2 separate regions of the Rattus norvegicus genome follow, and region 1 is linked to region 2. A link is a contact called in public Hi-C data. All regions are on one chromosome and are shown on one strand. Each heading gives the region's core, a stretch centred on a gene start, on an enhancer-like site or on the middle of the called end of the contact. The rest is flanking DNA. Distances are from core to core; before and after follow the strand shown.

Region 1 (3,469 bases), core at 489-2,988, 62 kb after region 2:
TACTTCCAGTAACTTAAGGAACTTAGGGAAAACATGTACAAGAATGTTCATAGCAGATTCAATTCATAGCAGCCAAACACGGGAAGCAACCTAAATGTCTTTCAAAAGATGAATGGAAAATCCACACCATGAACAACTCAAATAGGTCAAAGGAATTATGGGTAAAAGCAAGTTCATCTCAAAAAGTTGTGACTCTGTTCATGCAACACATTCAAAATTAGAGGGGGGTGGGGAACGATATGTGTGATTGTCATGTGCTCAGGTTTGTGGGGAAGCCGGGGGTGTATACAGTGGTAGCATGGCAAAGACTGGTGGGAGAGGCACAGTGTGTACAGGCTGTGGTTAAGATGTGACTAACACATCCGTGTGCTAACACCTTACAGAATGCCCTACACTCACAAGCACACAGATGAGTGTGTGTTGGGTACTGAAAGCTGAACACCATGACCACAGGAACATGAAGGAAAGGGTTTATTTGGCTTACACTTCCACACTGTAGTCTATCATTAAGGAAGTCAGGACAGGAACTCAAGCTGGGCTGGATTCTGGAGGTAGGGGCTGATGCAGAGCCTGTAAAGGAATGCTGCCTACTGGCTTGCTCCCCTTGGCTTTCTCAGCCTACTTTCTCATAAAACCCAGGACCACTGGCCCAGGGATGGCTCCACCCACAATGGGCTGGGCCCTCCCATGTCAATCATTAATTAAGAAAATGTCCTGCAGGCCTGTGAATAGATGGACCTTACTGAGGCATTTTCTCAACCGAGGCTCCATCCTCTCCAGTTACTCTAGCTTGTGTTAAGTTGACATAACACTAGCCAGCCCAGCGGTCTCATGGAGGGTACTAAAGTCCACATCGCAGTTTTGACTGTGTACTGATTGTGCAACTCGTGACCACTGAAAGGTGAAAGGGAACTGACCTCTTTTTTTTTTTTTTTTTTGGTTTTTGCAGTTTCCCAGGATTCAGTCATTCTTTCATGTCACAAAGAAAGAAAGAAAGAAAGAAAGAAAGAAAGAAAGAAAGAAAGAAAGAAAGAAAGAAAGAAAAGGGGAGGGGAGGGGAGGGGAGGGGAGGGAGGGAAGGGAAGGGAAGGGAAGGGAAGGGAAGGGAAGGGAAGGGAAGGGAAGGGAAGGGAAGGGAAGGGAAGGGAAGGGAAGGGAAGGGAAGGGAAGGGAAGGAGAGCCACAAAGAAAAACCCTTTAGGAAAAGCGAGAGCTGATGAGAAGAGCCAGCCCTACAGGAAGCAACTCTAACCGGACTCCAGGATCTGGCTCCTCAGGAGGCAGAGGAAAAACACAGCTTGGTCCATCATCTGTCTGCGGATTCAGGGTCAATGCAGGATAGGAAGAAAAAAGATGGACTTCGTCAAAACCAAAACAGTTCAGATCCCAGAGCCTCAGTTCCTGCTACAGGACTCTTCAGTCTTAAGGTCCATACAGTGTATGTGCGGCCATCCAGAGCCAAGCAGTATACTCATTGTGTGATGACAGTGTCCAATTTCCGGACCCCACAGAAAGGATCAGTTAGGAAACCTATACACAGGGCCAGCGAGTTGCCTGCTATTAAAGCTGCCGCTGACACAGCATGTGTTTCTGTGAGCTACTCAATTCTTCTGGGGAACGTGTGAAAACAGTACTTCGTATGTGCCGTTCTTTTCCTGGTGGTAAAACATGGGTGAAAATCACGGTTACAGCTTCAAGTGTTAGTCTCAGACATCTGACCCCTCGAAGAACACAAGAAATGCAGTGTGTAACTTTTGAACTGGCCACAAGAGGGCTTGTTTTGGTCTCAGAGAAATAACACGGTGCAATCCTGGATTTGAAATTTACAGCATTTTACAGGGAAGAATGAATTGAAAACTAAGCACTGGGTTTCTTGCCATCGCTAATATTTGGCTGACTACACAGTTTGTAAAATGTGAAACTGGCTGATCAAACTCCAGTACATGCTTTAAAGTTATCTTCTTATTTTTAAATTTGGCATTCTCCACGATGGAAACCAGCCACCCTTTAAAAGCACAAGCACGATTTCATTTCCCAGTAGGTCGGCGAAGTAGAGCCAAACGCCATCTTAATTTCTGCCAGTTTTGTTATTAATATGCATCTATAGATCCGCATACTATGCAAGTCTGTAGACATTGGCTCCCCATTTATTATTTAAGATAATTCTGTCAGGCTATGAAATGAATTTTCCCAGGCTACTTCTGTTCCTACACGTACCTCTGTTTAGCGGCTTCAGTCCATTTTGGTGTAAACCTTTAGGGAAAAAGACTCATACTCTTCCTGAGAGGAAACTTAGCTTTAGGAAAAGAAGGGCTGGAGGTAGGAGATGACAATGCAGAGGAAAAAAATCAGTTGCAGCATGGGGCAGAGTAGGGATGGGGGGAGGGGGGACAGCTGCAGGTTCCCTTCAAACACCACCTTCACCTTATTGGTCACATGCATTCAGGTGGGCTTGCGATTGACCAAACAGAAGCATGGGTGGTTAAAATGCACAACTGCCAACAACAAAAGCAGGGGTCTGCACAGAGACGTCATGAGACATGAGAGCCCTAGTCTGACATAAGGTGGCTGTGGTCTACTCTCCTTGCCAAAGACTATCTCTTTACTGTTGTGACATACAATGAGTAAATAGATATGTAGTCTCTATAATGACTGGATAAAATGTGTCTGGGATAATAATTTCTCAAGATTACCAAGCACCAAGACTCAGTTTGTGCTATGGACAGCCTGACACATATTAGGTCTTCAGGAAAATGAAGAATACTTTACCCAATTCTTTCCCCCGTGCGATTAGTTTATTCTCAAAACTAAATAGTCTGAACTAGCATCTACGGGATGTGACTCTTTTTTAGCATAACTGCAAGACTGCAAATCCAGGAGGTCCTCCCCAGAGGCACAGCGCTTGAGAGAAGGGCTCAGAAAGAGCAGAGTGCTTTCCGATGTTTGATATTTCCAAGGAAACATTCGAGGATCTCAGTCAAGTTCAGTCCCGCCTATGTGAGAAATGTCAGAGTTTGTTTTTCAGCTTGGCCTGATGTCAGTGGGACTTCAGTGGGGATTTGCTGCCTGTGTTTGTTTTGTGTGGCCCTGTGTGCAGTGAGTGCTTTCTTAGAGCCTCTTGGCTCTCTCCTGACATGAAAGTCAGCAGCCACAGAACTGCCCACTGCAGGAATGTGGAACCCTTGTCAGCCACAACCTGATACATGAAACTCGATCACCGTGGAGGGCAGACTCACAGCTGTCACCCATCCCAGGGATGCTGGAGACGACACGCCATGGTGTTCTCTGCAGGGAAAACATCTACACAGAGCATCCTTCTTGGCCTTGTATTCTGGTCGCTTCTTGGCACGTCCTGGGGCTTACAAGATGGAAGCCAGGGCAGTGGCTACATCCATCACTCAATTCGTGACTGCTTGCTTTTCCTCTGAAAAGTCTACAAAACCTTCCATTTGGTTTGGGTTTGGGTTTG
Region 2 (3,518 bases), core at 991-3,490:
TCCCCATCCCCAGAGCTTTAACTCATATGTCTGCAAACATGGAAATGCCCATATATTCTGGAGATCGGGCTGGGGATAACTGGTGAGGAGGGGTCATCATTCAACTCTTTACACTGCAAAATACCAGTAGACACATTAGTTTTTTAAATAAAAAAAAAACCTAATGCAGAAGGTCAGGAGGTAAAGCAGCGGCTGAAAGACAGCGGCTGTGTGCACTGGAGATAGAGCAGCACGAACCCCAAGAGCTGTCCTGTATCTACCATGGCGAACTGTAGCCTCCCTGAAACAAGCGTCCGAAGGCCGTCGAGTGTAGGAAAAGCTGAACATATATATTTAGGATAAAACTTCATTTTAACGTGGTTTCGTAGTATTTTCATTTTATTTTATTTATTCACTTTACATACCGATATCTGCCTCCCTCTCCTCCCAGTCCTCCCCCACCCCCATCACACAGCTCCCTCCCACAGGGACTCCACAGGAAGAACCACAGAATCTAATTCTTTTTTTTTTATCTTGAGTGTACGCATATGCCTGAGTGATGGTCGAGGACATGTGTGTGCATGTTTGTGTGCAAGAGGGAAACATGTGTAGATGTGTAAGTCAGAGAAGACCATTCCTGGTAGTGGTCCTTGACTCCTCCCTTCTTTGAGACAGTCTCCTCTTATTGTCCCCTGTTGCATCCAGCAAGAAGCCAAATGGCCTGTGAGCTCTTGGGCATCCTCCAGCCTCAGCTTTTCATCATTCCCTAGAAGCAGGGGGATCACAGATACTTGCCATGGGCTCCGGGGTTCTGACCTCAGCCCCTCACACTTACACATGGAGCACTTAGTGCCCCGAGCTTAATCAAACCTTTAAACAAGGGATGCCTGGTATGAGCCTAAGCTGGAGAGATGGCTCAGTGGTCAAGAGCACTGCCTGCTCTCCCAGAGGTCCTGAGTTCAATTCCTAGCAACCACATGGTGGCTCACAACCATCTGTAGTGTGCATTCGATGCCTTCTTCTGGTGTGTCTGAAGACAGTGATAGTGTACCCACATACATAAAATAAATAAATATTTTTTAAAAAATGTATGAGCCCAAGGAAAAGAAGGCTTGAACAAAAAAGTAAACGGACTCCAGTCCAGCAAAGACTCTCAAAAAGAAAATTGCTGGCTTTTATTCCGCTCACGACAGGTAAACACACTAATGTCATTATCCTATGAGGCACAGGGCGACATGGTGCATTACTGGATCTCCAGGTCACCCTGTCTACCCTCTGACACTTAGCCTGGGGTTGTAGGCTCAGTGAGCCTCCGATTACCCTTTGCCTCTCTGGGGCTAATTATCAACCTCAGAGTCACCTGGGAAACTCCAACCAAGTGGTTTTAGTCAGTGAATCTGGGGATCTGTAAATGTCCTTCCTTGGAGGCCATGGGATCTTTCCTATAAGGTCTTGAAGGTGGGACACATTCCAGCTGTCCGTAGGGATTCATAAAAGGCTCTGTGCTGGTGTGGGGACATTAACCAAGCAGTCAGTCCCCCAGGTTCCAAGGGTCTCAGAAGTCCACCCCATAAGAGCCCTTGACAAGCCGAGGCCAGTAGGGAACAAGTTCTATAACTCAGGAGGATGCTTCTCTTAGACAATCCCCTTACACACGATGAACCCCTGAGTTCTGGTTTCAAGGACATTACCTTTAAAGGGGCATCTGCATACCATACCAGAGACTCAAGGGTCTCTTCCCAAATACTTGTCCATATTAGTGGTCAGTTCAGAGAAACTGTTTTCAATTACATGGTAAAATGAAAGAAAACAGATAAAATATTTTTAAAATCCCATAAAACTTTCTTTTCTTTTTGGCTGATTTATGAAACATCCACCCCATGTGGTTCTCTGTAGTAGCTTAACAGAAACTTTTTGGAAACCTGGAGAAAAACTGTTCAACCAGAACAAGCATAAATATCACAAAGTGCCCGCTAGGGGGCGCTTCAGTTTAAAAAAGCTGCAGAACAAACTCAAAACCCCTAATTTGGGTAACACGGGTCATTTTATTAACAGTTTATAAAAGGAACTGTTTTTGGAAAACGAAATGCCACTGTTTCTCTGACGTAACACAGAAAAACGATTTCAGAAGGCACTCCTGAAAAAAAAACTGCATTTTTCTGGCCGCAGTTGCTAAAAAGTAGCTGACTCAAGCGAGCAGGATTGGCCCAAAACTAAGTAAGGTCACTGTGCATGTGCCCCGGAAACCGAACCATCCCAAGAATGTGCACAAGGCTTCAGGCCCAAAATATCACGAAAAAACATCCTACACTGTGCCATGCTACTCCCACCCTCATCCCATCCCCATCCCCGACTCCACTACCGCTGGGAAAACAAGAAAACATTGGCAACTCGGAGACACTTGAAAGTGAGATTTAGGAGTAGCAGAAGTTTAATTTCATAATGCGTCGCATGTGCGTCCCCGAAGAGGGCAGAACCTACTTGTGGAAGGGGTCGTGTGACAGGGAAAAAAAAAAAAAAAGGTCAAGTAGACACTTTCCTTCCAGACGAAGCAGCAAATGGGAAGAAAAGTGAAGAGAGGGCCAGAGACCAGACACTCATGCTCTGTCCAGTCCAAAGTGGTTGATTTCTTTTTCATTAGTCATTTTTAAAACATAAATTATTCATTATGCTAAAAATAAATTCTCAGACTAGGAATTGAATACCAAGGGCTAGGAGAAGGCAAACGGAAACCTGGACAGAAATCTTCTACAAAGTTCAGCCAATGTGTGCTTGCATGCTGGGCTTCCCCGCCATTAGAAACCCCACCCTGCGGTGCCTGGGGCCGACTGAACATTTCTGTTCACTTGGTCAGAGCTAAGTGTAAGACAGCATTCCAAACTGCGTCAAAATCTTCTGTGATGCTCTTTGGAAAGATGTAATCAAGTTTAGAGGAAGTCAGCTGGGAGAGTCCTTGTCCGGAGTGACTGACGTCTTTCTGAGCAGAGGACGTTTAGAGATACAGAGGGACAGGCCATGGAACAACAAAGTCAGAGACTGGGGTGGCATGTCTATAAAACAAGATGCACCAAGGACAGGTGACAGCCCAGCAGTCAGGAGCAAAGTGGTGACCGGCTAGTGCCTGAAAGCCCCTGGAACCATCCCCAGAAGCCCCTGGAACTGTCCCTTCCCAGGCCTTGATTCTAGACCCTAGCCGCTGCAACTTTGAGAACATAGAGTTCTGTTGTTTAAGTCACCCGGCTTGTGGTATTTGTTCTGGCAGCCTAAGGACCGACCCCAAAGTCAGAAAAAGCCGATGGAACAGAGGAACCCTGTGAAGAGACCTTTCATTAACACAAGGTCCTGGGACATTCTCCCTGTGCTTGTCCCTCCCTTTCTCTCTTCAACCCCAATCGTTTTTTAGTACAGAGCATTGGCTTTCTCCCTCTCCAAGTCAACAACTCTTGGTGACTTCTGTAGCCATGTGTGTGACTTTGCAGTTCTCCTCAAATACCTAAAAACTACACAGTCTGCTGGGTGCTTAAACCACCGTGCTCCCT

The links. A called contact is a pair of places that touch in the nucleus more often than the background predicts.
Region 1: a Hi-C map of liver shows a contact between it and region 2, with 4 times the contacts expected there. The contact joins two enhancer-like sites. A contact is called at or near these places in 5 of 12 Hi-C or Micro-C datasets (the A7r5 cell line, the Rat2 cell line, hepatocytes and 2 more).

Annotation. Positions count from the first base shown.
Region 1 is chr2:77,691,178-77,694,646 of GRCr8, forward strand. No RefSeq gene overlaps it. Among named protein-coding and RNA genes, the nearest start is that of Basp1, 99 kb to the left of the region's middle. Within about 2 kb of position 1,739, at least 3 of the 93 cell types and tissues checked have an H3K27ac peak or open chromatin away from gene starts, as enhancers often do. A contact at or near this core is called in hepatocytes, kidney and liver, where this site is marked.
Region 2 is chr2:77,629,066-77,632,583 of GRCr8, forward strand. No RefSeq gene overlaps it. Among named protein-coding and RNA genes, the nearest start is that of Basp1, 37 kb to the left of the region's middle. Within about 2 kb of position 2,241, at least 17 of the 93 cell types and tissues checked have an H3K27ac peak or open chromatin away from gene starts, as enhancers often do. A contact at or near this core is called in hepatocytes, kidney and liver, where this site is marked.